7 separate regions of the Mus musculus genome follow, and regions 2, 3, 4, 5, 6 and 7 are each linked to region 1. A link is a contact called in public Hi-C, HiChIP or PLAC-seq and promoter capture Hi-C data. All regions are on one chromosome and are shown on one strand. Each heading gives the region's core, a stretch centred on a gene start, on an enhancer-like site or on the middle of the called end of the contact. The rest is flanking DNA. Distances are from core to core; before and after follow the strand shown. Region 1 holds the start of Hmga2 (high mobility group AT-hook 2). Region 2 has its middle 4.1 kb from the start of Gm35130. Region 3 has its middle 41 kb from the start of Llph. Region 4 has its middle 7.3 kb from the start of Gm35062. Region 5 has its middle 25 kb from the start of 4930471E19Rik. Region 6 has its middle 55 kb from the start of 1700006J14Rik. Region 7 has its middle 25 kb from the start of 1700006J14Rik.

Evidence for each region. Promoter capture Hi-C pulls out the DNA fragments that hold promoters and counts their contacts. A called contact is a pair of places that touch in the nucleus more often than the background predicts. HiChIP or PLAC-seq counts read pairs in DNA pulled down with a chosen protein or histone mark.
Region 2: a contact with region 1 is called in a Hi-C map of tail fibroblasts, with 3 times the contacts expected there. The contact joins the enhancer-like site here to the promoter of Hmga2 in region 1. A contact is called at or near these places in 11 of 39 promoter capture datasets (the 3T3-L1 cell line, 3T3-L1-derived adipocytes, the HPC-7 cell line and 6 more), 1 of 15 datasets of contacts at CTCF or cohesin (the NIH/3T3 cell line), 5 of 484 Hi-C or Micro-C datasets (bone marrow-derived macrophages, embryonic fibroblasts, reprogramming fibroblasts and 1 more), 17 of 115 datasets of contacts at active chromatin or transcription factors (acute myeloid leukemia, bone marrow-derived macrophages, a colorectal cancer cell line and 12 more) and 2 of 9 other capture datasets (embryonic stem cells and liver).
Region 3: an H3K4me3 HiChIP or PLAC-seq map of craniofacial prominence shows a contact between it and region 1, with 5 times the contacts expected there. The contact joins the enhancer-like site here to the promoter of Hmga2 in region 1. A contact is called at or near these places in 9 of 39 promoter capture datasets (the 3T3-L1 cell line, 3T3-L1-derived adipocytes, cancer-associated fibroblasts and 5 more), 11 of 484 Hi-C or Micro-C datasets (the 3T3-L1 cell line, 3T3-L1-derived adipocytes, brown adipocytes and 8 more), 14 of 115 datasets of contacts at active chromatin or transcription factors (bone marrow-derived macrophages, cardiomyocytes, craniofacial prominence and 10 more) and 2 of 9 other capture datasets (embryonic stem cells and pancreatic islet).
Region 4: a contact with region 1 is called in a promoter capture Hi-C map of the HPC-7 cell line, with 8 times the contacts expected there. The contact joins the enhancer-like site here to the promoter of Hmga2 in region 1. A contact is called at or near these places in 10 of 39 promoter capture datasets (the 3T3-L1 cell line, 3T3-L1-derived adipocytes, the HPC-7 cell line and 6 more), 1 of 15 datasets of contacts at CTCF or cohesin (the NIH/3T3 cell line), 32 of 484 Hi-C or Micro-C datasets (the AML12 cell line, B cells, the BV-2 cell line and 19 more), 24 of 115 datasets of contacts at active chromatin or transcription factors (the HPC-7 cell line, the NIH/3T3 cell line, acute myeloid leukemia and 16 more) and 1 of 9 other capture datasets (embryonic stem cells).
Region 5: a contact with region 1 is called in an H3K4me3 HiChIP or PLAC-seq map of embryonic stem cells, with 27 read pairs. The contact joins the enhancer-like site here to the promoter of Hmga2 in region 1. A contact is called at or near these places in 7 of 39 promoter capture datasets (the HPC-7 cell line, cancer-associated fibroblasts, cranial neural crest and 4 more), 1 of 15 datasets of contacts at CTCF or cohesin (the NIH/3T3 cell line), 30 of 484 Hi-C or Micro-C datasets (the 4T1 cell line, the AML12 cell line, the BV-2 cell line and 18 more), 23 of 115 datasets of contacts at active chromatin or transcription factors (the HPC-7 cell line, bone marrow-derived macrophages, cardiomyocytes and 12 more) and 2 of 9 other capture datasets (adipose tissue and embryonic stem cells).
Region 6: a contact with region 1 is called in a Hi-C map of the C2C12 cell line, with 3 times the contacts expected there. The contact joins the enhancer-like site here to the promoter of Hmga2 in region 1. A contact is called at or near these places in 9 of 39 promoter capture datasets (3T3-L1-derived adipocytes, cranial neural crest, embryonic stem cells and 2 more), 27 of 484 Hi-C or Micro-C datasets (the C2C12 cell line, adipose-derived mesenchymal stem cells, bone marrow-derived macrophages and 13 more), 19 of 115 datasets of contacts at active chromatin or transcription factors (acute myeloid leukemia, bone marrow-derived macrophages, cardiomyocytes and 9 more) and 2 of 9 other capture datasets (embryonic stem cells and liver).
Region 7: an H3K4me3 HiChIP or PLAC-seq map of embryonic stem cells shows a contact between it and region 1, with 21 read pairs. The contact joins the enhancer-like site here to the promoter of Hmga2 in region 1. A contact is called at or near these places in 2 of 39 promoter capture datasets (both in liver), 1 of 484 Hi-C or Micro-C datasets (bone marrow-derived macrophages), 10 of 115 datasets of contacts at active chromatin or transcription factors (bone marrow-derived macrophages, craniofacial prominence, embryonic forebrain and 4 more) and 1 of 9 other capture datasets (adipose tissue).

Annotation. Positions count from the first base shown.
Region 1 is chr10:120,474,087-120,478,426 of GRCm38.p6, reverse strand. Hmga2 (high mobility group AT-hook 2) reads left to right here and starts at 1,958. Exons shown (of 5, transcript NM_010441.3): 1 at 1,958-2,474. The coding sequence starts at 2,364.
Region 2 is chr10:120,720,966-120,725,305 of GRCm38.p6, reverse strand. No RefSeq gene overlaps it. Among named protein-coding and RNA genes, the nearest start is that of Gm35130, 4.1 kb to the right of the region's middle. Within about 2 kb of position 2,630, at least 23 of the 459 cell types and tissues checked have an H3K27ac peak or open chromatin away from gene starts, as enhancers often do. A contact at or near this core is called in embryonic fibroblasts and tail fibroblasts, where this site is marked.
Region 3 is chr10:120,265,578-120,269,917 of GRCm38.p6, reverse strand. No RefSeq gene overlaps it. Among named protein-coding and RNA genes, the nearest start is that of Llph, 41 kb to the right of the region's middle. Within about 2 kb of position 1,912, at least 6 of the 459 cell types and tissues checked have an H3K27ac peak or open chromatin away from gene starts, as enhancers often do.
Region 4 is chr10:120,678,935-120,683,274 of GRCm38.p6, reverse strand. No RefSeq gene overlaps it. Among named protein-coding and RNA genes, the nearest start is that of Gm35062, 7.3 kb to the left of the region's middle. Within about 2 kb of position 2,209, at least 8 of the 459 cell types and tissues checked have an H3K27ac peak or open chromatin away from gene starts, as enhancers often do. A contact at or near this core is called in the HPC-7 cell line and bone marrow-derived macrophages, where this site is marked.
Region 5 is chr10:120,659,120-120,663,459 of GRCm38.p6, reverse strand. No RefSeq gene overlaps it. Among named protein-coding and RNA genes, the nearest start is that of 4930471E19Rik, 25 kb to the right of the region's middle. Within about 2 kb of position 2,494, at least 13 of the 459 cell types and tissues checked have an H3K27ac peak or open chromatin away from gene starts, as enhancers often do. A contact at or near this core is called in embryonic stem cells and trophoblast stem cells, where this site is marked.
Region 6 is chr10:120,306,504-120,310,843 of GRCm38.p6, reverse strand. No RefSeq gene overlaps it. Among named protein-coding and RNA genes, the nearest start is that of 1700006J14Rik, 55 kb to the left of the region's middle. Within about 2 kb of position 2,418, at least 47 of the 459 cell types and tissues checked have an H3K27ac peak or open chromatin away from gene starts, as enhancers often do. A contact at or near this core is called in the C2C12 cell line, adipose-derived mesenchymal stem cells, bone marrow-derived macrophages and 3 more, where this site is marked.
Region 7 is chr10:120,337,452-120,341,791 of GRCm38.p6, reverse strand. No RefSeq gene overlaps it. Among named protein-coding and RNA genes, the nearest start is that of 1700006J14Rik, 25 kb to the left of the region's middle. Within about 2 kb of position 2,336, at least 9 of the 459 cell types and tissues checked have an H3K27ac peak or open chromatin away from gene starts, as enhancers often do. A contact at or near this core is called in embryonic stem cells, where this site is marked.

The sequences.
Region 1 (4,340 bases), core at 709-3,208:
CCATCAGAGCTAAGCGTTCCCAGACTCAACGCCAGCCCTCGGTTCCTGCAGAGCACTCTATGTACAGAGAAGTGTCCCAACTCTGCAAAGGGCAGCTGGAAACGGATTTAAAACGGCAACGCTGACCAATCAGCACAGTCGCGCCCAAGCAGACATTTACACGTGCCTCAAGTACAACGGAACCTGGCAGAGCCTAGATCCCGGCGTTAGGGCTGTAAAGAAGGCGTTTTTATTCCACGGTGTTCCGTATCTTTGTAAGAAAAAAAAAAAAAAACTTCACTGGGTGAACATTTTTATTCTGGAGTCAGTCCAACACAATTTTGGGTGCGATGTGGGAAAATCTGACCCTAAGATTTTCTTTCTTCCCCCTTTCAGATTTGTGTTATTCAAGGATGAGAAAGAGGTGCCTTTTAGAACGTTTTACGCCTTTCAAAAAAGTTGACTGTGGCCACGATGGTGTTCACATAACTTAGAAACAGCCCAGGCTATAAAATTAGGACTTGGCAGAAAGGAATTCTGAGGGAGAAGGTTAAAATGAAGGCAAACTTCAGGCAATTGGTGCGGTGGAAGGATAAGTGATCGGTAATATCCCATAGAGTTATGGGCGTCCCAGCACGGGGGTGCAGCGCCTGCTCCAGGAGTCAGTCCTGGGGGAGGGGACCTCGATAAAGGAGCTGGCACACTCGGTGTTCCTGTGTATAGTGTGCAAGTGTGTGCTTTTGTTGCGAATGTGCTTACTGGCACCATCGTGTGTCTGGTAGTGTGTGCTTAAGCACGGGTTTGTTTGCATGCCTGCTTGCCAGTGAAGTGTGTGTGCGCGCACACATGAATTTTCGTGCAAGCTTGTCTGCGATCACACGCGTGGGCCCGTGTATCTTTGTGCACGCTTGTTTGTGCGCCGGCCCGTGCACTCTGGGGTGAGGGCATTTCTCAGTGGAGCGGGGGGGGGGGGGGGGTCGCAAGGGGCGCTCCGACTCCTTGGTCGCTCTTTTCCCGGGGCTGAAATAGTAGACAGCGGCGGTTGACCCTGAATGCTTCCGGAAACTTCGGGCAACCCTCGGTGGAAGCACAGGTAGAAGCCAAGCTCTCCAGGGTGACTCTGAGATAGTCATTTTCTTTCGCCTTCCTAGGACAGCCGCTCAGGGGTGGCCTCCAGCGGCGATCCGGCAGGAGAGCCTAGGCCCTGTCTTTTTAACCCCACTGCTGGCGGGAGCACGTGAGCCGGGGCTCCGGGTGGCAACCGGGCGCCGCCGCCTTCGAGGCAGTTGTGTTTCGAACGCTGCCTCTGGCCCGCGGCCAGGCGCCTGGGCTCGGCTGTCCGCCTGGCCTGCCCCCTCCTCTTGCTTCTCCTGCAGCCCCCTCCCCTTTATCCGCCCACGATCAGAGGTGGGCACTCCCCGTTCCCGCCACCCCCTCCGCAAGTGCGAGCGCGCGTGTACACACACGCACACGCACGCACACACTCATCCCTCTTGAATCCCGGGCAGGAACTCTGAAAACTTGCAGCACGGGCAAAACTTGGGCTCCGGGTGCAGAGCGCAGAGGCCAGCAGCTTGTCCCTCTGCATCTGTGCAGTGCCGCCGCCTGACCCCGCCACCCGAGGAGGCGCGGTGCCACCCACTGCTCTGTTCCTTGCTAGAGCTGAGCTGGGCGCCCTACCGGATCCTGGCAGAAACTTCCACTCTCTCCTCGGTTTCTGACCGCACTAGTCAGTCTCTATCTCTGTCCCGTTCTGTCTCTTTGTCTCTGTCTCTCTCTGAGTTTCTGTCTCTGTCCCTCTTCTCTGTGTCTCTCTCTGGCTCTCTGCGTCTCTGTCTCTCCTTCCCGCCCCCCTCCCTCTCTCTCCCTCTGGGGTGGGGGAGAGGAGGCGGAATTCTTTCCCCGCCTAACATTTCAAGGGACACAATTCACTCCAAGTCTCTTCCCTCTCCAAGCCGCTGCCGAGCGTCCCAGTACCCGCAACTCCCGAGCCTTTGCGGAGAGAGCAACCCTCTCCGCCTCCAACTCTTCCCTCTCCTTCGCTTCCCGCCTCCTCTCCCTACCTCCACCTCTACCTCCGCCACCCACTGCCCGCAGCGCCTCCTCCTTTCCTCCTCCTCCTCTCCTCCTCCTCTCTTCCTCCTCCCCTCTCTCTTTTTGGCAGCCGCTGGACGTCCGGTGTTGATGGTGGCAGCGGCGGCAGCCTAAGCAGCAGCAGTAGTCCCCGGCGCACTCGCCAGCTCGCCTGCTCTCGCCGCTCTTGCCCTCTCCAGCTCTCTACATCCCGTCTCCCGAAAGGTGCTGGGCGGATTCGGGGCGGCGGAGGCCGAGCGGCTGCAGCGGCGGTACCGGTAGAGGCAGTGGTAGCGGCGGCGGGAGGCAGGATGAGCGCACGCGGTGAGGGCGCCGGGCAGCCGTCCACATCAGCCCAGGGACAACCTGCCGCCCCGGTGCCACAGAAGCGAGGACGCGGCCGACCCAGGAAGCAGCAGCAAGTCAGTACGCCGACGCGGAGGGGCCACTCAGCCCACCCGCGACGCCTCTGCCCCCGGGGCCCCGCGACACGCCGGGCGACCGGAGCGCGGGAGCGCAGCGGCTACGGCAGCGCAAGCTAGCCCGCCTGCCACCCGGGTGTAGGTGGGGCGGGAGACCGAGTTCCCCTGGAGAGTGCGCGGCGCAGTCTCTCCGGGTACCCGCGCTCCCCGGCTCCAAGAGCTGGGGTCCCGCGGCGAGCCGTAGCCACCCGGTGGAGGTGGGGTCGCGCGAATCGTGGACAGGGACTTTCGCTATTGTGCGCAGCCCCGGAGCGGCGCGGCGTGGCTCGGGGGGGGGGCATCGAGCCTCGGGGGTCCCAAAGAATAAAAGCGTCGCTTTGTCAGCCGCTTTGGCGACTGGGGGGACTGGGGAGTTCAGGAGGGGCAGGACTGCGAGTCCGAAGCTCTTAGACCCGCGGCTTTCTCCGGCTTCTCGGGGCCGCCTTCCCGTAGGAGGCTGATGCGCCGCGGCCGCCCCCTCGGTGCCCTCCCCACACTCCATGGCCCAAGGCTCGCGCCCTCCCGACAAAGAACGCGTGCGGAGCCGACTGCCCGCCTGGTGCTCCTCCCGAGGATATTTAAATGCCTGCCGAGCTGCTACAGCCGCCGGGGCTGGCGGGGAAAGGATCCCGGAGGATCCCAGGCCCCCGCGGGCCCGGGAAACGCGCTTCGCCCAGGGAGCTCTGGAAGGAAAGTGCACGGTAGCCAGGGTCGCTTCCCCGCCAGGAGTCGGGTCCCTCTTTGGCTCCTCGATCCCGCTCCTCTGAGCAGCCCAAGTTTTAGCTTCCTCTTGGGCGAGTGGCTGGGGGCTGGGAAGGGACGGTCGAGGGGCACCCAGGACCCCGCGGAATGGAGGGTTTTGTCTGCGGATGCAACCAATTAAGAGTGCAAGCCGGCTGTTGCAGAGTTGTGCGCAGCGCCCAGGGCCGGGGGCGGGCGGGCGGGCGGGCAGGGGGTTGGGACGTTCGCAGCAATTTCCAAGCCTAAGGACGCGTCTATTGAGAACAGTAAAACTCCCTTCCCGGCCTTTAAAAAAAACCAAAAACTTCCCATTTTTTCTTTTGCTTTAAATCGCTTCCCTCGGGCCAATAGGCGGATTAGAAAATAGTCCTAAATTGCCCCCGTAGAGCTAGGTGGGAAATCGAAGAAAGTTTGTTGGTGTGTTTTAGAAAAACAAGGAGTGTACCTTTTGGGAAATCATCAAAGGAAACAAACTAATCTAGAGGCCGCCGAGATTTCCCGCTCTGCCCTTAGCGACACTTTACAGTGCTTTGGGATCCCGTTTTACACCTCCCAGGAAGTCTCCGCTCTACCCCCTTGCTTCCCACCAGCCACCCAGGTTTTCTGAATCCTACTAATCGCACCCCTCCCCCAAAGGCTAAAGGAAAACGCATTGAGATCCGGAGGCGGCTGGGAGTTTTTACCTTTGAGTGAAGGCCGAGTTCACAAAGAAAAATGTGTTTCCGATGTGTTTGCTCTAAGTGCCCACTGGCGCTGGTGTCCAATGGAAGTTTCTAAGCACCCCCCTCCGCTCTCCCCCTCCCCCGCTCTCTAGCTTGCGAACTTCCACGGAGAACGCTCCGGAGTTGTAATTAGTCTCGTTTAAGCACCCAATCTGAATGAAACGAGAGTAGATGATTCACCGGAGAGACGTTCAGCGTCCGCGGCAAATCTATCGCTTTTTCTTAATTGCCTGAGTATTGGCTACTTAGCCTAGCACCCAATAAAGTCAAACGTTAATATACCTGGTGACCTCGTGGCTGTTTCAATTTCTCTTTCCCAGATACTTGGATTTTTCTCCCCACTACCCCGTTTTTCTTTCCAGTC
Region 2 (4,340 bases), core at 1,381-3,880, 250 kb before region 1:
TGAGTAGCTTTCTAGAGGGAATGTAGCTAAGGATGTGCAAAGGAGAATTCTCTCTGAGCCCAGGTTCCCGGAGATCTTTCCTTTAACCTACACTGCTGGTCAGAGACATTCACTGGGACAGTCACCATACTGAACCAAGCTTCTCCCTGACCACGGACTCATGACCTTGTCCGGCATCCTCATCAGACCAGCACCAAAGAGCTTCTTTCCCCAGCTTGGCAGCTTGATCTTTTCTTTAGAACTATAAGAGCTTGGTAATGTTTGACCTGATGGTTGTGTTGTGTGTTACATGGTAGTGTTGTGCATCTCAGAGGCACTCCTGTTTTCCCATCAAGATTCCTGGGCCATGCCACCCAGCTGTGTGTCAGAGGATGCAGTGTGACAAGAATACAGTAACATTGGTGAACAATGGAAATATGTTCTCTAATCATTTTGAATCTCTTTGCCCAGGAATTGGTTGAGTAAGACAAAGAAAAACCAAAAAAGTGGTCTCCTAATATGGTGCTTTGGTATATACCATAAACAGTCATTTCTATGGGGCAGAGAAGCTCGAGCTGTTGACTCTCTAGGGACACATTTTTCTTTCTATTTTCTTCTCTGCGATGGGATATGCTGTTATGGAACAGTGGAGATCAGGGTTTCTCGCATGCCTGTGCATTTTCCCATTGCTTTTTTATGCTATTTCAGTTGAAAGTTATTTTTCCCAGAAAAAAAAATCATTATGAACTATTTGGAGCAGTCATGGTTTTACTGGGTGCTAAAGATTTCTCTCTCTAGTTTTGTCACCAGCAATAGGGAACCTGATGTGGGGCGCGGTCACTGTCCCATGATAGCGCAGTGGTAGAGCTAAGAACAGCATTCCAAACTTGCACTTTAAAGTGGAAAGATCTGGCAAAAGTGGCATGCTAAGTGGTTCTGTCTCGTCACATTGCACTAAGGAACCTTCTGCTCGGGGAAGTAAAGGTTGACTTTATGCCAAAAGCTTATGGTGTGCTTTCAGAGTCACAACGATGCGCCAGGCCTCAGAGCTAACTCAGAAGCAAAGGCCTTCCGTGTGGAATTTTCACGTGGGCTGGGCAGGTGGCATTTCCCTCAGGGCCCATGAGTGTAGAGATGGTTTCTGAGACCCCAAGCTCCAGACTTCCTGCTCTTCCCTCAGGCTCCTTCCTATTCCACACACCTTTCTGAAAAATCTCTGTAGCTCTTCTGTTCTTCCCATGGCTTTTTCTCGGCACTTTGGAAACTGTTAGAAAGATCACCACCTTTCCCAGCTCCATCCCCTGTTGAAACTGGCAGTGTCTTGTGATCCACTCATGCCATGTGCCCAGTCTTTACTGTCCTCTTTAGAAAGTCAAAGCAAACATCTGGGAACTTTAGTGAACAGCCCAGGCTCTAAGGCTCTCAATGAAGTGGCTGACACAAAACTAGGCAGACTCAGTAACTACCTTTTAAAGAAAATGATGCCTTTTGGCACCTCCATTATTTTAGCCCCTTCACACTTGCCTGTCACTTACAGAAGAAACATACCAACCAAAGGACATTATAGAATACGTATTGATTATCAATTCTCAGAGCCACCATTCACTGAGTACTAGTTAATTGTTTTCGTTTAAGATAAACTTTCAGGTTAATTCTGCTGAAATCCAGAAAGCCGGGGGTGGGGTGGAGTGGGGGGCTGTACATGTAGTACTATTTACCAGAGAGATGAGGACATCTTCAAAGCCAATGGCAGAGAGAGGATGAAGTTTGGATGTGGAAAGAGCATTAGGAAGCCAAAGGTGTTGTAGCTCCTTGAATGGCATAGAACAAACAAGACAGAGATTATAAAGACAAGAAGGCTCGAGGGGTGGCAGAGTGTGGGGATTACACCAGGAACGGTAGAAGGATAAAGCTTAAATCGGAGTGGGCAGTTGGCTGCATATGCAGCCATACCCAGCAAGTCTATCCGCCTATCCATCACCATCCAGAGTCGTCTCCACAGGTCAAAACAGCTGTCATGAGCTGGTTGGATACAGGGCTGTTTAAGCAGTTGTAAATGGGATGGAACTGGGGGTCGGAGACCACACCAAATACAGCCAGTACCTTGTGGTGAGTGCCGTGGGAAGCTCTGGCTGGGCCCTTGGCTCTGTCCATTCCATCTTTTCTGTCTTTCCGTCTCCACTCCATCCTTTTGCACCTTCCTGCTGACCTGGCCCCTCACTCCGAAAGCCCTGCAGGCTGAGAGACCTCAGATGCGCTACTCTGCTCCACCCACTTTCCCACACTCAGGAGGACCTTGGGTGGGGAGGTTGGAAGGGATCAAGGAGAGCATCCTGCTGAGATGAGGTCGGAGGCAGCCTGGACATCAAAGGTACCCAGGCCGCAGAGCTTGGGAGGAGGGCAAGGCCCCCTAACAGAAGGAGCCAGAGAGTGTTCCTTGCTGGCTCCTCTTACAAGGAAAGCCTCTCACCTTGTCTTTGAATTAAAATGGGAAGCCAAGATTTTTTATCCCAAAGGCTATAAGGGAATTCTTAAACCGCAGGTGTCAGTTTCTATTAAAAAAAAAAAATTAAGTTTCAGACCTCTGGCTAGTGAACGTCTGAGAGAGCAGTTGAATGAATCATTAACTCTGTTTGGATGCTTCATGTAGGTCAGTCAGACTTCCTGCTGCTCACTCCGGGAAGCACACTCCAGATTCTTTAGGGAGAGACAGCACGTTATCCTCTAGAGCATCTCCAGCCCTTGATTCGCAAGCAGGCTGCCTCTCACAGCAGCCATTCTGTGCGATCAAGCCCATGGTGAACCTCTAGGGACTCATTTCCTAAGCTATGTTAATAATCCTAACATTCTTAGGGAAGCCAGTTCCCTCACAAGTGGTAGGATGCCCAGCCTCTGTGGGGAGAAAATTTGAAAAGGGACTTCCTAACGTCCCCCCAAACGACAGAATACGATCACCTTGCAGACCTCCTCTGCCCCCGCCTCCACATTCCTCTTCACTTATATAGCCGTTGGGTTTCAATGGGAAAACCAAAGCCAGGATACTTGCTAGACACCCGACAAATGCCAGTTTGGGGTGGGAGTCTGAGAGGACTCTGGGTAGGAGCTGTCAGACCCGGGGATAGCTGCTCCCAGGGAGACCCAGCATTTTAGCGCTCACAGAAGGCGCAGGCGCACAAGGTCTTCCATCGTAACCCCAAGTTCTCTCCAAGCCAGCCCCACGGACTCTGGCAGGATAGCCTAAGGTGATAGGATTGGAAGGAAGTTGGGTAGGGAATTGAAGGCACTGTGTCCTCCCTCCCTGACTCCGGCTTCAGGTAAACGTGTGTATTTAGCTACAGCCACAACCACGAAGTGCCCCCCCCCACTCCCTATCCCCGAATGTTTTCTTGGAAGTCAATTAAAACAAGGTGAATCACAGTAGGAGATAAAAACAAATAAATGCCAGCTGGCTGAGGCTTACCAGCCCTTGACTGGTTTGTTTACACATAAAGAACAAAACAAAATAAGATAAAATAAAACACTGTCATCTTTCCTCATAAGAGCTGTAATTAGACTTGTGCCTCGCACAAGACAGAGAATGGATCCCAGTGCCCGGCGGGAATTGCTGTTGCCTCAATTCTCAGCGTTCGGCAATTTTTTTTTTTCGTTTGGCAATTTGTTTTTGCTTGTTTGTTTGTTTGTTTTGTTTGGTTTGGTTTTTTTTGGTTTTTTTTTTTTTGGCTTTGTTTTGTTTAATTTGACCATTTTCTGATTCTGCCAGGAGGCATATTTTTCTCTCTAGCGCACATCTCTAATCAGTATCTACCTCCATGTTTCTCTGGCTGTGGTATAGTTAGCAGAAAGAGCAGGGTTCCTGGGGGCAGGGATGGGGGAGGGGAGGGGAGGGGAGGGGAGGGGAGAGAGAGAGAGAGAGAGAGAGAGAGAGAGAGAGAGAGAGAGAGAGAGAGAACTCAACAATCTACAAGCTGGATCACAGTGGCTTGTGAGGGCCACATCCCTTAGGAGAGACTTGGCAAACCTGGGTCAAAAGACTTACACACTCTTGTCTGGCTCACATGCCTTCAAAGCTCAACTGTTCTGTGTTCTCTTTGGGTTACAGATACACAGCAATTCTCAGCATCACCATAGCCTCCTTTGCTGATCCCTGCAACTCCTGCCTGAACCCTTTCCCAGTTTAATCGTGCAGGAATGCTGTTCCAAAGACGTAGGGTCATAAGGGTGCAATAAATCAATCCCAATACACCCCTAATGAATGGCAAATTAAACAACATTTGTTTCAGGTTCATAGGTCCTCTTGGAAGATGCCATTTTAATGCAAACAAAATTGCCGCCTGTCAGGTATGAAGGGATAGGAGGGTAAA
Region 3 (4,340 bases), core at 663-3,162, 210 kb after region 1:
CACATAACACAAGCCAAATATTTCGTTCATCACAGACAGTGACTTTAGGAGAGCTCTTAAGCAGGGGCACTTTGTACAAGGAAAATTTCACTTTACAAAAGATAGATTGAAAGTGGCTTTCTTTCGGGCTGTGTTTCATCAAGCTGCACATCAGCCTGAATTTGTCTCCCACTAATTAGAATGATTTTTGAGGGGTTTTTTTTGAAGGAAGCTTTTGGATCATTTCGGATTTCAGACGTACTGATTATTGAATGCTCAGCCTACGCTCAGGCAAAAGAAAGCGAACCACTCAATCGGAAGATTCGGGAGAGATTTTAATCAAACCGAATGCAGTTTGAGGGTTTTACACATTAAAGGTGCCTCCCACCGAGCCCGAAGAACTGAGTTCCACAGTCAGAATCCACATGGTAAAAGGAGAACTTGGCTTCCACAAGTTATCCTCTGACCTCCACACGGCAAACACAAGGGCCCCTCCACCACACAGCTAAGTAAATAAGCAAATAAGTAAATAAACAAACAAATGCTACCACCACATATATAAATAAACAACAAAACCATAAATAAACAAGCAAGCAAACAAGCCCCACCACCACACAGCTAAATAAATAAGCAAATAAATAAATAAGCCAAGGGGCTGGAGAGATGGCTCAGCAGTTAAGAGCACTGACTGCTCTTCCAAAGGTTCTGAGTTCAAATCCCAGCAACCACATGGTGGCTAATAACCACCCCGTAATGAGATCTGATGCCCTCTTCTGGGGTGTCTGAAGACAGCTACAGTGTACTTACATATACTAAAATAAATAAATCTTTAAGATAAATAAATGCTATCACCACACATACAAACAAACACATGTGATTTTAATAAGCCACAGTATGTGGGAAAGGGGGTGATTTCAAAGAGAGAAATGAATCCCAAGAATGAAGGACTGAAATAGGAAGCCTTGGGGGGGGGGTCCTCCAGTTGAGCAATGATAGTCCTTCAGGTACAGGATACAGTCTGGGGACAACCAGGAGACAAAAGGAAAGCCCAGCTGGAAACACTTCTGGAGGGCCCTGAGACAGTATGTCTCTTCAGCCTGATCATCAGAACAGAGATAGGCTGAGGCAGGAGCTACAGGATGCAAATACAGCAGGGCTCTGCTGGACGATTGTGGCACCAAAGGCTGGAGTCTCCTGGGTCAATGCAACCATGGTTTGACATGGTAGAAATACCTTGACCGTGTAGCTGACGTCACACAGTGCCACCGCACTGATTTTCTGGGAGTGGCCCGGCTTACCCTCACTGCTCTCGCCTGCACCCCTCTCTACTGCCACCCCAGGCTAACAGTGTGGTACAGGTCACGAAGGATGTTAGGGTTAAGTCACAAAGAGGCAGAGGAAAGCCCTTCCTCCCAGCTTTGGCCTACAGTAAGTAGCCTTTCTGTAGAGCGCTGCGGTACCTCAAGGCAACTCCTACCCATTTACCAAGCCTCAGCTCAGATCTACCGACAGATGAAATGTATTCCAGCAGGAACCTCACCAACTCCTGAAAACTGTGGCTCCTTATCTTTTCGTCTCTATAACCTTTAGCGAAAAGTCAGACATTAATAGCTGAGAGCTGCAGCCAAGCGGACATATCCTGAGGGGGGAGGGGCTGGGTTTTGTCCTGGAGGGGGGAGGGGCTGGGTTTTTGTCTTGGGGGGGGGGGGGCGGGCTGGGTTTTGTCTTGAGGGGAGGGGCTAGTTTTAGTGCGTTTGCTGGGTAGCTGCAAAGTGGTGGGGAACGTTCATATGCTCTTTCCTCAGTGGGAGACCCCATGACCATTTCCTGAGGGACTGTGACAAGAAAGGAATATAATTCATAGGCTCTCCGAGACTACCGCAGCCTAAGAACGGGATGATTGCCACATGGCGAGGAATCCCGGTGTCTCTACTTAATGCTGCTCTCAGGCCTGGAAACATTCGCACAGTAACAGTGTAGTTTATGCGTCCAGGAGGATACAAATTCCTCTCTGGTGAGAGGCCGCCTTAGCTGTGAACACTTTACCAGTCTGCAAAGTTTTAATACTTCATTTCCAACCCAACCTGATCATTACGTTGTTGTCAACTCCAAGAAGGAAAAAAAAAAAACACCGGAAAAGATTGTTTTTAAAAATAAAAATCAATGAATAAAGTGAACAAGTTTTTCTACCTTTTTTTGGAGTAGTGATCATAAACCACAATTTACTCTCACGGTTTCTCAAATTACCATTTCTGCTTTCTAAGGGTCAACACCACAGCAACCTCTTTGGTAAGACTGTAGAGAGTCCGAAGTCTACGGCTCTCAACGTCCCTAATGTTGTGACCCTTTAATACAGTTTGCCATGCTGTGGTGACCCCCCCCCCACACACACACACCACGAGATTAGTTTCCGTGCTACTTCATAACTGTAATTTTGCTGCTGTTACGAATCATGACGTAAATCTCTGTGTTTTAGGTCATCCCTGTGAAAAGGTCACTCAACCCCCAAAGGAGTCGTGACCCACAGGCTGGAAGCTGCTTCTCTAAATGTTTTATTCAGATAAGAAAGGATAGTGACACAGAGTGAGGATATTCTCAGGGGAATATAGGACCAGGAGTGAAATTACCCCAGGATAATTAAAATAAGACTGTGTCTTATCCCATCCCTCAAATATGCCCAAGATAAGGTCCCTTATAGAGAATCAGGAGTCACTAGAAGTTTCTTTTATTCTAACACATTTACTTTACAACAGAGAAATAAGAAAGGTAATCTATCCAGAGCTTGATTAAGATAAATAAATCTGTAGGATATGATGTTTGAATACAAAGGGTCTCCCACAGGCCTGTGCTTTAATGCCTGGTTCCCAGCCAGTAGCAGTACGGGGTCTTTTAAACCCTGTATCTAGTTCTGCCCCTGTACTTTTTGCTTCCTGTTCTAGTGTGCCACGGTGACAGTCACGGGCCAAGGGTGGACTTCCATGTGCCACAATGTCCCTGGCCATAGAGGACTGAGACCTCCCTGAAACAGTGAACCAAAACCCACCACAGTGAAACAAAAGTCAACAGAGACAATCAATCAATCACAGAGAGAAGGTATTGCCTTGAGAAACCAGAGAACGTGGTTCTGGGGCCATTCGCAGTGATTTGTGGGAGAAATGTGGAAGAGATTAAAGATGTGGGCTAGAGAGCCCTTAAATGCTATAAACTTAATAGTGGGTTTGGTAACAATCTGGAAGACCAGAATGTGGTAAAAATGCCACAGCAATGGCTCGGGCACTAGCAGACCCAAGCATGGTAAACATGTCACCAACAGTTTCTGCCACTTACCCTTCGCCCTTGTCCCCTTGACCTTGCTAAACCATTAGATCACATTCTGATAGCTAGCCGCTGAGGTCTAGTCCCTTATTTAGCCACTTCCTCCTCCTGAGGCTGATACCAAGGTGCAGCTGTCAAAGTATTGAAATCCAGCAATCAAAAATCCCCTCTTGGCTCACCTAATTGACATGCCCAATTAAAATTAGCCAACTCGGGGCTGGTGAGATGGCTCAGTGGGTAAGAGCACCCGACTGCTCTTCCTAAGGTCCAGAGTTCAAATCCCAGCAACCACATGGTGGCTCACAACCATCTGTAATGAGATCTGATGCCCTCTTCTGGTGTCTGAAGACAGCTACAGTGTACTTAATTATAATCAATAAATAAATTATTAAAAAAAAAAAAATTAGCCAACTCATCCTAACACGGGGTCCCCCTTCCCTTTATGAATCGCCATTTTCCTATGGGCCACATCCGTCTCTTCTCTATCCAGAGGCAGTCCTGGGTCCCTCATCCTCTATCTCCTGTCTTTGTCTTTTATTCCTTGCCCTTTGTCCCCCTAGGACAAATGAATCTCCCTTGTGCCGAGAACCTTCCTTGTGCTTGAGTCTTGGGGAGTCTTGTGCCAACTTTGAGGTCCTTCACTCCTGAGATTCCAAATGGAACAACAACTCTGTTCAGAATTGGGAGAGGCCTTTATGTTACCAAGAAATACATAGAACACATACAACAAACATGGGCACATTTTGTCCTTGCCCTAAAATCTGGGTGATGCCTAATTCAAAAGTAATGGGCTAATTTCTTCCTTTGGGAGAGGATTGTGTACTCAGGCCATGGTGGGATTATTGCTGCCTTAAACCAGATTTGCAATAAGAATTGAGAGCAAACAGCAGAGCCTCAAGGTAGAAGAGACGCTCAGTTTAGTGAGAAAGTGACTGTAAACATGCCTCAGGTTGCTGATGGAAAAAGGGGGAGGGGTCTGATGACGCGACTATCCTTATTGAAGACACTGACCCCATGGATGTGAGGCTGCACAGTCTACACTGGAA
Region 4 (4,340 bases), core at 960-3,459, 200 kb before region 1:
AGCTGTCTACGGTTTCCAGGAGGAGATGAAGATAGTCAAAGGGTCAATTCTATTCTTAGACTTCACAGAGCATGTACTTCCGAAAGATCAGAGAACTTTCTAGATCCCTTGCTTTACAATAGTTCATTTGGTGGTCTGCAGAAGTCTTTCAGTCAATGACCCATGTTTATTGGGTCTCAGGTCAGAAATTAAAAGGGTTATTGCATTTTTCACCTGTTACCTCTTCGAGCACTGTAGCAGACCCTGGCTGTTCTTAGCAGGGGAAGCCTATGTGATAGGTAGGGCAACTGCCTCCTCCTGAGTTACCTCATGTAGAGTGGGGGTGTTGCTGAGTTGGGTGAGGGGTCCCAGTTCAGCAAGACTCGGCACAAGCTCAGCCTGTGCATGGCTGGCCAGTGGGACCAAAATCTCCCCAGAGTGGGTCTTTGGAGGACTTAGGTTTCTGAGTGGGGAAAGCTGGGTGTGGGCCAGAACGCCTTCCCCCCAGAGGCACAGACGCATTCGGGTGCAAGAGCAAATGCCGTCCTTTCTTTCCCTAGTTTCTCCCCACCCTTTGCAAGAAATACTTTAACATCACTTTAAATATTCCACAGTCGCAGAGCAGACACCTGTCACCCTTACCACAGATCAATAATCACCGTATCCCTGAGTCTCAGACAGAAGGGCCGACTAACAGAGGAAGCGATCCAGAGAGCCTTTGGAAGGCAGCCGAGCAGCGGCAGGAGGCCTATTAAATCCACAATTTCAGACTCTCAGGGTGGGCACTTTCTCCTGGAGTAGTATTAAGTAACACACCTACTCAGACTCGGTAGACAGTTGGCCTTTCAGAGAGAAATGTGCGCCTGACCACATTCGGTCTCTCGCCCCTCGCCCCTCACAAGCTCAATCCTAGATGCCTTAGAGAAACTAGGCTCAGAGAGCAGTGGAGATGGACCACACCCGGAGGGCAGGCCCCGGTGGCATCTCCCAGAGCCCTAGCATAATGGAGAGAACTTCAAAAGCTTGGGAGTTTGTCCCAATCACCACCAGACAAACACTGAATCTGCCTCGAGGGGAATGCAGCGCAAACGGAAATGTCTCTCTTGTGTTCTCTCTGGAGAGACACCTGGGCGGGGTAGGAAAGGCCGGTTTAGAGTACCGATTCTGGAATTCAGAAGAGCATGGGCTCCAATAACTCAAAGTTGACCTGAACTGAGGCAGGTCTTGCTTAATGCTTCTAAGCTTCATTTTCTTTTTTTTTCTCCTTTGGGATAAAAGTTATATCATGCTACCTCGTAGGTTCACTGTGTGAAATGTACGAGATATTAAATAAAAAGCAAATGGTACTATCAAGCACATACTCTGGGACCAGTTATCTTGTTGTGATTATAAAAAGATAGAGAGCTATAAGAATATGTTCTACGGAGGTGGGGGGGGGGGGAGGGGGATGTCTCAGAGGGCCCATGCTGAGGCATCCCTTCCCCCTGAGGGACCAGCCACATGATGTTTTAGTATAGAATAGAGTTTATTCAGGGCATGGGGAGGGTAGTTAAGAGGGTAGTAGAGGCAGAGAGAGGGGGGAGAGAGGGGAGAGTGGGGAGGAGGGAGAGGGGAGGGGGGAGGAGGCCGGTCCTGACCACATGGAGAGAGTGGGGAAGGGAATGGGGAGAGAGAGGGAGCAAGGGAGCAAGGGGGCAAGAGAGAGAGAGAGAGAGAGAGAGAGAGAGAGAGAGAGAGAGAGAGAGAGAGAGCAAGAGAGTAAGAGAGGGAGGAGGGGCAAGCAGCCCCTTTTATAGTGGGTCAGGCCTACCTGGTTGTTGCCAGGTAACTGTGTGGGTGGAGTTTAGACCTAATGCTAACAACTTTGCCTAAGGTGTCCCTCCAGCCAGGGCCCAGCCCAGTTGATACCTTTTCCTTGAGGGTAGGGTTATGTGCTGCTCACACTTAATATTTTGCTTCAGAACTTACTTCGCTTTCATGGAAAAAAAATGACAGCTGCCTTTCAGCCTTGCGAGGCACCCCATCTTCACAGAGCGTCCCCCCTGAAATGGATTTTGATAAACTTAAACTAGGAATTCTACACCAGAGGGGGGGGGGGGGAAATGTAGCATCCCGGAAGGAAACCCCAAAAGGAGGGCAAGGAGAACTCGTGAACACATCACACACAGGAAGACGCCCGTCTAGACTGTGAAACAGCATTGATGGGGCCAGAGCCTTTGAGAAGTGCCAAGACTCAGGAAGGGGCGGCTGCCTGGGATGGAATTTACCTCTGCTTTAGTGGGCCCTCCCTACTCAGTGTGGAGGCCAGGTCTCTTCAGCGAAGATTAGGGTGTGGAGTGCTGTTGGCCAGGCTCTGGTGTCCTCTGAGGAACAAGATGTACATAATGAGGACGGAGCCCATCATGGCCTCTTTAGGGTATGAGCTGCCGAAGGGAGCACACATCATGAGTCTCCTCTCCTGCGGCCTCTCTGGTGTCCTGAGGTAAACAGTAAACGTGTCGACAAAAAAGAATCCGTTTAAAGATGGAGCAGGGAATCCACTCCTTGCCATTTGGGGTAAGGGGCAATGGGATCACGAATGGGATCCCCACCCCACCCCCACCCGTGATTCTTTGATTTCTTTATTCTGATTGCTTCCTTGACTTGGAAAGAGCAGAGCAAGACTTCCTTTATTTTTACCTCACCAGGAAAATGCACTAAGACACTTTCTGCTTTAAAAAGGGAAGCCCCTTTCTTCACAGGAAACATTAAATGCCAAGGTCAATTTTAGTACATGTGACTATTTTAACAGAAATCTTTTTTAGGGTACCAGGTAAATTTTAATACATATTACTATTTTCATAGAAATCTTATTTGGAGCACAGTCAGATTTGTAGGGGTTGTCTGCAATTGCTGGTTTGGAGTTTTAAGCAAGTCTTAGGCTTGTGGACACCCAAACACAGTCAGAATCTCTCAGGTCCCCTCATTGGGGTCCGTTCAAGGTGGGAACCCTCACCTCCTGCCTGTGTTAGTCAGCTTCCTGTCACTAACACCTGAGATAATCAGCTCATGAGGGGTTGGTTTTGGCAGACAGCTCTGCAGATCACACCCATGATCTGTGGGTCCTGTGGTTGGGTCCTTTGGTAAGGACAGTTATCATGGCTTGAGGACAGATAAACGGTTCAGGGGGAAGAATGGAATTGGGGCTTCCAAGACCCGGTAGGCATAAACCTCCGATTATCTAAAGGCTTTTTGTCAGGGTGAGCACTGGATGGCGAGAAAGCCTCTGACTGAGCTTCAGGCTCAGAGCCCTCGGTCATGGCATAGGCCATTCCTTTGTAGTGAAGCCATCATGCAGAATGGTCTTTATTGAGACACGTCCACCTCTTCCCTCCAATGTTTACCCGTTGGCTCCACTTCTGTTCTTTTCCAGCTTCACATCGTAACTCTACAATGAACAACTCTGCTGCATAATTGCCCTTATGTGAAAACAGCCCTCATTTCCCTCCCTGGCACCCTCTTTCCTCCTCTTCTCTAGGACAAGCGCTCGCATCTCTTTTTGTCCCCATTCTTCAGTTGACAATTTCCAGACAATTTCCCATTCCCAAGACTCTATAGAAAGTTTCTTTTCCTCCCTCTCTCCCTCTTCCTCCCACCCCCTTCCCTGTCTCTTTTCAAGGGCTGGCTTTCCTCGAAGAGCAAACACAAGCTATTCTTTTCCAAGATTTGATTGAATAACCATTCTATCCACATCGTGGTACTGTGATAGTACACCATAAAACATTTTACTGCCTTGCGTTTCAATAGAAGATGGCTGCATTTGTTAAGCAAGCTCTTTCCAAACAAGTCATAGTAAAAAGTTTATAGCATTCCCCCCCCCCCCATCATCACAGAACTTTTTAATGCTGCTCCTTTTGTTTGGTTTTGGTTCTAGTTTGGGGGCCTTCTGCCTTGCCTGCCCCTCCCCTCCCGCCCCTGCAAAGTATCAGAGCTATGCTGGACATTCTCTTGAAGGGTTTCCTTTTGGAAACTTGGTCTTAAAACATCTTTTCTTGGAGATCCTTTTCTGGGTTTAGACTATGAATCAGTCCGTGTGGAAATAATGATACCATCTGTGTGGTAGGGCCCTGTGTGGCGCATATGTGCAGTATAAAGTCCGTTTATATGTGGTTTGAAATTGTATCCCAGGGTTTGGAAAAATGAAGAAGTTTATGTGATGGCTATCATGGCCACACATGAGGTGTTGCAGAGACACACATGTATTCTAAAATATACATATCTATAAGAATACACATATCTGTGTACGAGTCTAATGGAAAACATTAAACTATCAAAGCCTTCAGGCAAATGTTTCATAGCTATCTAATTGCGCATCTGTATAG
Region 5 (4,340 bases), core at 1,245-3,744, 180 kb before region 1:
TCTCTATCGCGTGCTCTCTTGACAGTCTCTCCTCTGTACAACAGGACAGGCACTCTCCGGGTCCCTTGAAAGAATTTGAAAGCAGTCTTGAACTTTGGCTTGGAGATTGTCCTTTGAAATGATTTTGCCTCCCTGGACATATTAGCTGATGGTTTCTTTCTTTTTTTAACTTCAACCTGGCAGAAGTTATTGTCTCCCATAAAACTTTACCTTCTCTCCTCTAGGCCATCACATAAGCCTTTCCTCTTGAGTATCCGTACCCCTACTCAAGCCATATCCATTACTCTGTCAACCCGTCATGCAAGTTAATCTGCTAGTGAGAATTTAAGTGCTCTCCCAGGGTAGAATAAGACATAGAGGATCTTGGATGCTGAAGTCTGTTGGTCTAGGTTCAAATCCCACTCCTTCCTTTAACTAGCTGCATCATAGCAGGCAAAGGTTTTAACTTGTCTCAGACACTGTCTCCTTGCCTAGAAGATGAATGCCTTATTAACGGGAGACCACTTGTTCTGAGGACTGAATCAGGAGACACGTAACCAAGTTCAGTGTTAGTCACCATTATCACAAATCTCTTAGAGTATAGATGATCAGATATGTGTAGAAAACGGGCACAGAGAGATGTTCAACACGGTTTTTTGATAAGAGTAAAAAAGCTAGAAGTTGTTAGACCCAACCAGCGCCAACTATGTAAGCCATTCATACTAATATTGCAAAATAGCTAGATTATATTGTGAGTCTTATAAAAACAAGCCATCAAACCTGCTGAGTGATACTTAGCAGGGGAATGGCTTGCGCAGAAAAGTTGTTAGAGTTCATCTATAAGAACAATAGATGGGAATCGTCTGAATGGCTCGGAAGTTTGTGGCCTGTGGATGGGAGTTGGGATTAGGAGTGATTTTAATTTTGTTTTGTGTTTCTCTGCCTTCACTATAGTTTCTGATTTTTGTAATTAGGAAAATTATAGTCTGCTGAAAAATGCTGTAGAAAGAGTTTTTCCTTCTCAGACAGTCTCCTCCTGGCTCCAATTAATTCAGATTTCCGACTCACCCACCCATTCTGCCTTCCCGATTGCCCATAGATTTATGTGCCCTGTGCACAGCACAGCTGCAGTTGGTTTTGAAGAGTTGACATCGTCTGTGGTGGGTGTTTAGACATCTTTGTGTGGGCTTGCTCTCATTAGACTGCATTTCCATGAGAGTATCTCCCTAGGTTTTTTGGGTTTTTTCTCTTTTTTTTTTTCCCCTTAAATTGTTCACAGTGACTTAGAAGATCTTTGTCCTAACTGTTCAGGAACAAAGGTCAGTGTAAGACCTCACACCAATCACTTCCTAGTGAGCATTAGCATCTACTGGGGGTGGGGGGCACGCCTCAAATGGTAGGTAGGTGTGAAGGGACTTAGAGACCATTTGGGAATTTTGTCTTGTCTTTAACACAAAACTGTATGTTTGTATGGGTCTTTTATTTCCTCATGGGACTCAGAAATACCACTTTCCTGAGGCCTCTTGCATTGAGAAGGGGTTTTATAGCTCTTCGAACCAATGAAATGGGAACATACACACTTGTAGCATTAAATAATTTCATGGATGGGGTCGTCCATGAATTCTTTTTTCCCCTGGTTTCTACTGTCTTCCTAGCCCTAAGTTGACTGGAAGCAACAATACAGTAGACTCAAAATATGAGGTAAACCAAGATCTCTGAGTTTCTATTTAGATGGAAATCACCCGAGAGGATTATCTAGAGAGCAACATCTGAGATGGAGGATGGACTTGGGAGAAGCGAACCATTTACTCCATAGATCATTGAAATGTGAGGGTTGATTGTGAAGTAATCTGATCCCAACCCAAAGCAGAAAGCTGTAGATACGCCACCATAATAGGATTCTGGGTACCATTTCCTAAGCACATAGAACACATAAAGGAGTAAGTATGAGATGTTAATACACAGTTTGAAATTTGCCTAACTCTTTACCCTCACATCTTTTGGGTTTTTTTTGTTTTGTTTTGTTTTTTGTTTTTTGTTTTTCGAGACAGGGTTTCTCTGTGTAGCCCTGGCTGTCCTGGAACTCACTTTGTAGACCAGGCTGACCTCAAACTCAGAAATCCACCTGCCTCAGCCTCCCGAGTGCTGGGATTAAAGGCATGCACCACCACACCCGGCTTACCCTCACATCTTTTGCTGTCTTTCATTACTCGGTCCTGTTAGGAGCTTTGACTGACGAATAGTGATAAATTCATTTTTTTGTTCTGTTATATAAGAAATTTAAATGCAGAGTAGTTACCTCGTTTACCCTAGTCTAGAACCACAGACTTGTGGCTGTGCATCCTGGTCACTGCACCCTCGCACCTCCTTAGTTCCGGTTGTTTACATCCAATTAGGCCATTTTCCGCTAATGCTGCAACAGCAACAGTCTCAACGCTTTAAACCAGAGTCAGAGGGAACTTTCAGGGTAGGACAGAAACTCACCTGTCTTCCAGCTGATCCCAAGCAAGAGCGGGGCACATTTAGTGCAGCTGAAAGAAAGGAAATGTAAATAAGGATGGGCGATGGGTGGGGGCGGAGGTGTGGTGGGGGTGGGGTGGGGGAGGCGTACCAGGCAGCATCTTTTGAACCAACTGACATATTCAGCTTGGAGCGTTTGTGACCACAGGGGGCTGTTGAGGCAGACTGGACTTAGATCTGCAGATGGATTAGACATTTATGAGCGTGACTGGCATGTAAATTTATGTGAACTAGCACAAAAAAGACACAGGAAATAGAGTCTCAAGTTCCAGGATGTAAATTGATCACATGTGGAGGGAGGGGCCAAAAGGAATTCCCACCTCACTCCCAGCGTGGGCGATTACACAATGGCCAGGTGCAGCAGGCTGGACTTGCCCTCCTTGTTTTCCTTTTCTTTGGAGTCTCTAATTCTGCCTAAACAAGAAGTGTGGTATTAGGCCATACCGAGACCTGGTCCTGCCGGGCAACTCCTATTGAAAACCAAGATAACACAAATATTTTCAGTTCTTCAACTTTGTGGATGATCTCTCTGCTCTTTTATGAAGGGAAGATCACTTTGTGAGAGTTGAGAATATTTGCAATCCTAGCGTGAAAAGAATTAAAACTTCCCAACCTACACACTGTTCAACCAAATAAAAAGAATTGGAGAGTTTCCACAAAGTAAGGTAAGCTCCTCTTAATTAGTGGAGACTCTTGAGCTACACTGAATCCAATCTAGAAGGACCGGTTGTTTGAAACAAAGCAAAACATCCCCACGCCTCACATTTTAAGCAAGAAAATAAAATGTGCTTTTATGCTGCAGACTTTTGGGCTGGCATGATGATTGAGCATCCTGGCGGAGAGGATGGCAGATTTTATGGGCTGGGTGGGTTCTCACCCTCCATCTTTCCATGGGAAAATTTGTGAAAATATTCAACTCTAATGGTTCGGTGAAAAACATTCGGGCTCCCGGGAATCAAGGAGAGCTAAGTTTTATTGAGGGAGTCCCATCTGGGACCAGAGGAATTAAGAAACAGAACCATGGGAGACAGACAGCAAGAAAGAATAGCAAAACCAGCTTCATGGTACAGCGAGCTCCTCTTTCAGCTCATTAGTAATGTTAGGAATTTCTGCAGTCCAGAGAGCAGAGAGTCAATCAGATCAGAGGTTGGGGTCTGTTCCCTTCGTTCCTCTTTATTTCTTTTCTTCCCCCCCCCCCCCCTCTCTCTCTCTCTCTCTCTCCTTTTTTTCTTTCACTGTAGGACTCCAATGGACTCCCATCCCCAAAGAACCCTATATATAATTTGCTTTGGGGCAGTTTTCCTCTGGTACCTCAAAATGATTCTGAACTGTTGGCAACAACAGACATTGATGTTCATCCAGGTTCATTCTCTAAGCCTTTCTTCCCCAGCATAACTGCTTCCCATGATAAAAACCCAAACTTCCAAATTTGAGGTCATTTTTTTCCGAGTTCTCTTGCCCCTGGCATTGGCTACATGACACAGTTCTGCCCATCTCTCACTTGGGCATTCTAAGACATACTTTCTCTTTTGGGATAAAAAGAGACAGATTTAGGGAGAGAAATTTTTTTCTCTCAAATTCCTACTGCTCTATTTATTCCTGACTTGCAGGTTGCAGTTGCAGGTGAATGTGATGCTTAGTGTTGTAATAGTCAATTGTAACCAAGAGATAATGAGGCTAAAGGGCAGGGTCAGTGTGAAAGGGTTGACCAGATGGACAGACAGAAAAGCCTTGAGCTAGTATCATTATCACTGACTGTGGGTTGCAGTCTTAGAACTGTGTACCTCCTGATTTCTTGTGAAGTTAACACAGGTATTCCAACACACTCCAATGTCTTCTAA
Region 6 (4,340 bases), core at 1,169-3,668, 170 kb after region 1:
CAATGCTTATCTATATAACACAACAGCCAGCCCTATGCAAACAAAGCCCAAAGCTCAGTGAATCTATTTTCTCAACCAACCAAGGAGATTGCTCAGCTAGGTTGGTCTGATTGAATGGTTGAACCAAAATGTGAGTGGGATGGATTGCCCCCCTCACCCCCACCCAGCCCTCCCTACCTTCCTCTTTTTTTTCCTCCTGTTCTGTGTAAAGGCCATAGCCCTCCCTCTCTCTTTAAAGAGTTATGCCAAGAAGCAGTACTTACATTCATCAATAAAATATAGCTAGACAGAGGAGGGAAAAAGAGACGTGGAAGATACACAGAGAAAGGAAACTCTGTGGGGGGTAGGGAACACCAGAATACACTGGACACCAGAATACACTGGACACCAGAATACACTGGACACCAGTGCCCACAACAAGCTAAAGAAATCCCCTTCTAAATCTCCTGCAGTTCATGCTTCCTGGATGCTTTTATTGATATATTTTCATCATCTAGAAAAGGAATATATATATTATATATATAATTATATGCAATATATATATTCCTTTTCTAGTTGATGAAAATATATCAATAAAAGCATCCATATATATATATATATATATATATATATATATATATATATATATATATATATATATAATCAGAATTGGCATGTCTTCTAAAAGTCACTCGTGAACATTCCTGGTGAGGCCCCATAACTGCCACTCACCCCAGATAACACAGGACTTACATTATACCCAAGCCATTTTCCCACAGACTGTGAGATATGGAGGGTTAAAAAACAGGGCCCCCACCCCCGGCTTGACTGTATGTCCTCCACCCAAGCCGCCCCTCGACTGTGCTCAATACAGTGCAGATTGGCTCGGCCTCACCTGTGACTAATGTTAGACACATGCCTGGGAGTTTTTGACAGCTTTTGTGTTTCATTTCACAATCAAGGGAACAGGCTTGCCCAGTTCACAAGGAAACAGAGAGACGGATCTGTGCGCCTCAAGCTCTGCAGTCCATGTTTCTTCTTTGTCTGCTCCGAAAACAGAATTCCCTGGGGTTTATACTCTGGTTTTGTCTTCTGCACTATCCTCTTCTCCCGTCCATTTTCTGCACCATGACCCACTCCCCTCCCCCACCCTCATGTAGCTTTGGCTACAAATCAGAATAGCTCTCGGGGGCTAGAACCACATTGCAACCCTCCTGTGTTTCCTAAGGATTTTCCTTCGTTCCCCAGATTTTTTTTTTCCTGGCTTCCTCCAGGTGGGGTTCTGACCACAGAAACTGAAGCTAGCCCCCACCCCAACTGTAGAAGTTTATTGAAGTATGGTACGATAGTCTTACAAATGTCATTTTCTCCCTACTGTAAATCAAGGGACAGCTGTCTTTGGAATAAATTCCAAATAGTTGGTCTGGAAATGAGATTGGCAGTGGGTCCCTCCTCCATCCTGGCTGACATCTCCCCATTCATTGCTTTTCTGCTTTCATCCATTCATTGTTTGATGAGTCTATAAATACATCTCATCTGCTTCTACTTTGCTTTTTAAGAATAAACTGATACCAAACACGCTGCCTTAATTACATCCACAGGCAAAGCATAACAAGTTAAAGTGTTGTCACAATATAGTTTTAGAACTTGACATTGCTCATTATGCCAGCTGTGATAGAACTGGGTAATGAAAAAAAATCTTAATTCAAATGTATAAATGAGTAATCCATCAGGAAAGACACTTTTAACATTGATGGATGAAAGTGCCTAGAAACCTGTTATGCAAAGGAAAGGGCATGCATGGGAGGGCTGATGAGCTTCAGGCGGGGTACCAGAGCTGGGAGGCATGGCCCCCTCTGACACTGAACAAGTCAGTTCCTCCAAATTCAAGTCAGACTCGGAACACTGTCCCCAAGGTGACCTTGAGTGTCCTCATTACGAGGTGGCCACTGACTCACGAGGCTCTGAATCATGAGCACAGAAGGAAGAGGCAGACCGACTCTGACTCACTCCCAGAAAGCCCTAGTTTGGGAGAGTTCTACCTCTGGGATGCAGATGAGTCTTAAAGAAAAGGACACCTTATCACTCATACCTTGTTGCTGGAAAATTACTTCTTTAATGCCTTTGACTGACATCATAGGTTTCAAGTTGTAAGTTTCAGACAACAGAAGCCCATTGAAGAATGAGCATTCTGTAACTTTTAAAGAAAAATTTATTTGCCTAAGTCATTTTCACACAAAACATGATCATTTACACACACACACACACACACACACACACACACACACACATTGAGCAGCTGTTTGCATTCACTAAAGACTTCAAACAGTGCAAATTTAAACCATTATTACATATGTCAAATGAATTACCCTCACCCATTCTGCAATTATACTTTGCAAACCCAGCAAAGAATGCAGCCTGTCTGTGAGTCACTAACACATAACCCTGAGATACACTGCTCCTAAAAAAAAAATTTAAAGCTAAAGGGAGCATTGTGGTACACACTTTAATCCCAACAGAGAAAAGGCAGAGGGTGTCTGTGAGTTCCAGGCCAGTCTAATGTGCATAGTAAGGCCCTGCCTCACGAATAAAAGCAAAAAATAAAACAAAACCATTGCAGAAGAAGACATGATACTGAATGGGGAGGATGACCAAAAAAAAAAAAAAAAAAACTTGGGAAGCGAACATCTATCTCTGAGTAAGAAGTAAAGGTCAGCAAAAAACTCCAAGACAGGGAACTATTAGAGCGCTCTTCTTATCACACACAGAGAGCCACAAGAGAGCAGCAGCTAATATACTGTGAGTTGTGCGTGAAAACTGGTAGACATCAGAAAGATTTTAAGTGATTTAAAAGAAGGTAAGACTTGCAGATGGTCCAACCGCTTGGCTGCAAGATAAATCCAGGAAGAGTGACAACCAGATGTTTCACAGATTGTATAAGAACTATTCTAAACAGATAGGATTGGACGGTAAGAAAAAAAATCACTGTGGCAAAATACAAGAAATGATGGGCCATGCTTGTGGTGGTTTGAATATGCTTGGCCCAGGGAGTGTGTGGCACTATTTGGAGGTGTGGCCTTGTTGGCGTGGGTGAGACCTTTTTGAAGGAAGTGTGTCACTGTGAGTGTGGGCTTTAAGACCCTCATCCTAGGGCTGGAGAGATGGCTCAGCAGTTAAGAGCACCAACTGCTCTTCCAGAGGTCCTGAGTTCAATATCCAGTAACCACGTGGTGACTCACAACTATCTGTAATGAGATGAGATACCCTCTTCTGGTGTGTCTGATGACAGCAACAGTGTACTCACATAAATAAATAAATAATTTGGACCCTCATCCTAGCTGCCTGGAAGCCCATCTTCTCCTGTTTGACTTCAGAACAAGATGTTGAACTCTCAGCTCCTCCTGCACCATGCCTGCCTGGATGCTGCCATGCCATGCCTTGATGATAATGAACGGAACCTCTGAACCTGTAAGCCAGCCCCAATTAAATGCTCTCCTTATAAGAGTTGCCTTGGACATGGTGTCTGTTCACAGCAGTAAAACCCTAAAACACTGCTGGAACCATTCACCACTGGAAATATTTACTGGTAGAGACTGTGGGAGAGCTGACTCGAAGAACTATCCCCCTTGTTGACAGAAAAGAGGAAACTCAATATGCACACTGGGAGATTTCAAATTCTGAGGAGCCCTGGGCAGCACAAACATCACGCTGGGTATTTTCTTACAACGTACTCATTGAAAGAATCAGAAATATATTACACTCAGAGAAATAGAGTCCTGGGTTGTCATGTGCACCCGACTTTCACTTCGGTAAGGGTGCTATGAGCTGCTTATATCGTAAACCACCATTGTGAACACCAACCGATGAGGGATCCCATGGTGGGATATTGCCAGTTAACACGTTGGCAGAAATGCCAGCAGACAGACAATTCTATGAGCTCACAAAACCATTAGCTTTCTCCTCTGGGCACATGAGAATGATACCCAGCAGTCCTCCTGCTTTCAGATGGCATCTTGTGACAACAGATGGCCAGCAGACACACATACATGCAGATACTTCCACCCTGGTCCTTAAAATGGCAGCTTCTCAATGTTGTTTGTTTGTTTGTTTTCTCTCTTGTTGCTGCACAGCTATCAATATGGCACTCCAGCATAGACTTGTAGGGAGGCCCTAGGCCATTGCAGAGCCGCTGGGAGAGAGAGGCAGGTCTGCTGAAGCCATCCTAATGAAGAGATTCGAGAGACCGAGGAAATGGCTGTGTAGATAAGATGCCAGTCACCGAGGCTGACAATCTGAGTTCGATGCCCAGTTCCTACATGGTAGAGAGAAAGAGCAGGCTCCTACAGGTTGTCCTCTGACGT
Region 7 (4,340 bases), core at 1,087-3,586, 140 kb after region 1:
AAAACAAAAAAATACTTCTTCTTCTGTGGCACAAATAATAACCATGAGCTGATGAACCAATGGGTTATGTGGTGAGAAAAGTCAATTTTTGTTTGCCTAAACACTAGCATGTGGGGACTATCAGACACAATGAGCTTTTTCTAATACTAGAAGTTAGAAGCTTCTAGAAGCTAAGATGTCTGTAGGAACAACCACAACATAAAGCTACGGGTAAAGGAAGCTAGATGTCTCCATGGGTAAAAATGCACAAGCTAAATGGTGAGTCCTAACTCTATAATCTACATCATAAAGGGGAAAAAAAAAGCTACACATGGTGGCTTATGTCTATAACCCCACTCCCTCTTGGGAAGTGGAGACAGGAGACTAGCTCCAGAGATGGTCAGGCCGGCTAGCCTGTAATACGAAGCACAGTGGGCTCAACAAGAAACACTCTGCTCTAACAGAGTGAGAGGCAAGAATGAACTCCTGAAGTCAGCTCTGTGAGTGTCATTGCATACATACACATTACATACGTGCGCGCACACACGCACATACACACACATACGTGCACACACACACACACACACACACACACACGCACTCACATATCCACACCTACACATGCACACACCAGTAAACTAGTAAAATAAATCAATCAGCCTCTACAAAAGCTTCATGGAATGATGGGTTCTGTTATATGGAAGGGAAGGGAAATCAATTTTAATAAGCTAATATTGGTGCAGGGAGGCATCGGAGAAAGATCATAGTGTCAGCATCTGACATGTGTGAAGTGCAGATGAGACAGGGGGATGCCTGGAGTGTTTGAGAAGACCAATGTGGCCAAGAAACCCGAAAAGGATGAGTGCCACCCTGCTCATAACACACCAATCATTCTCTGATGAAACTCAAAGAAAGTCCTTCTCCTTCTCAGTGAGGACAAAGTCCCATCACAGACCTTCCAGTCAGTGGGTCCTCCTTCTTTCTCCTGACTCAATGGCCATCCTCTAGAATTGTCTCCCTACATAATGTGTTCACACATCTGTGCCTTCTGAGGCTACTCCTTTGGTCCTTTCACACCCTGTTTTGCCAGTATCAGGGAACAAATCCCAAGACACTGTTGTGACAACAGGGTTATATCCGAGTTTGCCCATATGACCTAATGCATGTGTAGGTACAACTGTGTCATCTCTGACATTAAGATTTGCTTCTCTGATGGACTCTGTAGACTTTTTCCTCTCACCACACTGCCAATGTGAACTGTGTCTCCTTCCAGAACACTCTGAGCATTTTTCTTGACCTTGTTTTTAAACCTGTTCCGGGCCGATTGCTTGCTGTCTGCACCTAACTCATGGTTTTTTTCTTTCTGTCTGATGCTCATCATGTTTTAAACTTGATACATCAGTGGGGCCCCAGTTCTTGCTAGAAGCTTGGCCCAGGGCCATGGGATTGGAAGGGGATGCAGACTCTTGAAGAGATTGGATAATGGGATGTCCTCAGGACAGTTGAGGGTACCGGCCTGAAAAAGGACTAAAGTTCTCTCCTGAGTCTCCAGTAGTTCTCTCAAGAGAGTTATTGGAAAACTCTATGGTTGGTACCACTCAGATGAATTCCCATTGGCCTGTCTGTAATCATGGGTTTCCTCCCCTCTTCCCACACTGCCACTTGCCATGCATGACACCACCAAAGGGGGCCCTCACCAGAGCCTGCTTTGTGCTCTTAAAGGACTGAAGGAGCTGAAGGGATTTGCAACCCCATAGGAAGAACAATATCAACCAACCAAAGCTCCCAGGGTCTAAACCACCAACCAAAGAGTACACCCGGAGGGACCCATGGCTCCAGCAGCATATGTAGCAGAGGATGGCCTTGTCAGGCATCAATGGGAGGAGAGGCCCTTGGTTTCATGAAAGCTCTATGCCCCAGGGTAGAGGAATGCGAGGTCAGGGAGGTGGGAGTGGGGGTGGGGTGGGAGGATTGGAGGTACATCCTCATAGAAGCAGGAGGAGGGGTATGGGATGGGAGTCTCTGGGGGCAGGAACGGCAAAGGAGCTAACATGTGAAATGTAAATAAAGAAAATATCCAATTAAAAAACAAGAATTTATTCTTCTGAAAGGTGAGCTCAGTAAATCCCTACCCTTTACAGTTAGCCTGTCTTAAGTGGCTCTTTACAGGGCTGACAGCATGGACTAATGAGAGAACTGTTCAAATACTCAGCCTCAGACTTTGCAAGGAACACTCAGAACAAAAAGGGCTGGGCTTGTTTGGATCAGTTCTGGGTGCTACTCACTGCAGTACCAAAGCTGCCCCAGGCTGGAGCCTCCTACAATCTGCCGCCAACCCCCTTGGAAATGACACAAACTGAAAAGGATTGAAAGGTGAGTGGCAACAGTTTCCTGTGGCTGTCTGGGTGGTCCCTGGGGTGCGGCACATCTTCCCTAGCCTTCTGTCTTTGTCTTTGTTCTCCTCTTAAGTTCCGAAACCCGGTTCAGATCCATCACTTAGGAATAGATGGGAGAATCTGTCCAAGCCTGTCTGAAATTGGGATGCAAAAACCACAAGAATGAAGTTGTGCACTTTTCTTTCTAAAAAAAAAAAAAAAACCTTGGTAATTCTCAAATATGCATCCTGCTGTGGGTAAGAGGTCTAATGAGCTGCGCCACCTGCCTGACTCTGTTAGCACAAATCTTTTCCTGCCGCTATTTTGCCTCAGAGAGTATGTTTTGAAACTTTACTGTCCTGGTTTTAAAAACAAAAATAAAAACAAGCCCACAGGAGCTGTGAGTGAGGCCAGTGGCATGCAGGGGCTTGGGTGTGGGCGGGGACAACTCCTGCCTGCTGGCTCCTAAGTTCTGGGAACAGAAGCAACACTGTGGCAGAAAGAATCTCTTTGTAAAATCGATACCAGCGATGCTGTGAGAGCTCAGGTTCTTTTCTTATTTCTCATCCAAGACTGTATGTTTTAGTCAGGGTTTCTATTCCTGTACAAAACATCATGGCCAAGAAGCAAGTTGGGGAGGAAAGGGTTTATTCAGCTTACACTTCCACATTGCTGTTTATCACCAAAGGAGGTCAGGACAGGAACTCACACAGGGCAGGAACTTGGAGGCAGGAGCTGATGCAGTGGCCATGGAGGGGTGCTGCTTACTGGCTTGCTTCCCCTGGTTTGCTCAGCCTGCTTTCTCATAGAACCCAGGACTACGAACCCAGGGATGGCACCACTCACAATGGGCCCTCCCCACACTTGATCACCAACAGAGAAAATGCCTTACAGCTGGATCTCATGGAGGCATTTCCTCAAGGGAGACTCCTTTCTCTGTGATAACTCCAGCTTGTGTCAAGTTGATACACAAAACCAGCTAGTACAACTGATCCCTCTTCAACTAGACACACAAGCACATCACTATTAAGCCTAAACCTTACTTTCTTAATCATTCCCAAGATCTAAATAACTTTAAAAGTCCCACAGTCTTTACATATTAAAAGTTCAATTCCTTAAAATATCCAAACTCCTTTGAAATTCAAAATCTTTTTACAATCTTAACTGTGGATTCCACTAAAATACTTTCTTTCTTCAAGAGGGAAAAATATCAGGGCACGGTCACAATCAAAAACAACATCAAGGGCTGGAGAGATGGCTCAGTGATTAAGAGCACTGACTGCTCTTCCAAAGATCCTGAGTTCAAATCCCAGCAACCACATGGTAGCTCACAACCATCCTTAATGAGATCTGATGCCCTCTTCTGGTGTGTCTGAAGACAGCTACAGTGTACTTAGATATAATAATAAATAAATCTTTAGGCCAGAGTGAGTGGGGTGGACCGGAGGGAGCAGAGGTCCTGAGTTCAAATTCCCAGCAACCACATGATGGCTCACAACCATCAGTTATGAGTTACACTGTTATACTTTTCTACATAAAATAAATAAATAAATCCAAAATCAAAATCAAACTCTAACTGTCCAATGTCTGGGATCCACTCATGATCTTCTGGGCTCCTCCATGGGCTTGGGTCACTTCTCCAGCCCTGCCCTTTGTAGCACACACACTGTCTTTTAGGCTCCAGCTGCCTGTACTCCACTGCTGCTGCTGTTCTTGGTGGTCATCTCATGGTGTTAGCATCTCCAAAACATTGCTATCTTCTGCTGCAACCTCTCATAGGCTCTTTTCATGGTGCTAAGCCTCAATTTCTCTGTATGACCCCTTCAGTCCTGGGCCTTCAACTGCCACAGAGGCTGCACCTTCACCAATGGCCTCTCCTGGCCTCTCATAGTGCCAAGCATCAGGTGCTGCCCCTTCATGTTTCAAAACCGGTACCACCTGGATGACTCTTACACAGTACCAAGTCTGGCTGCCAACATGAGGTAC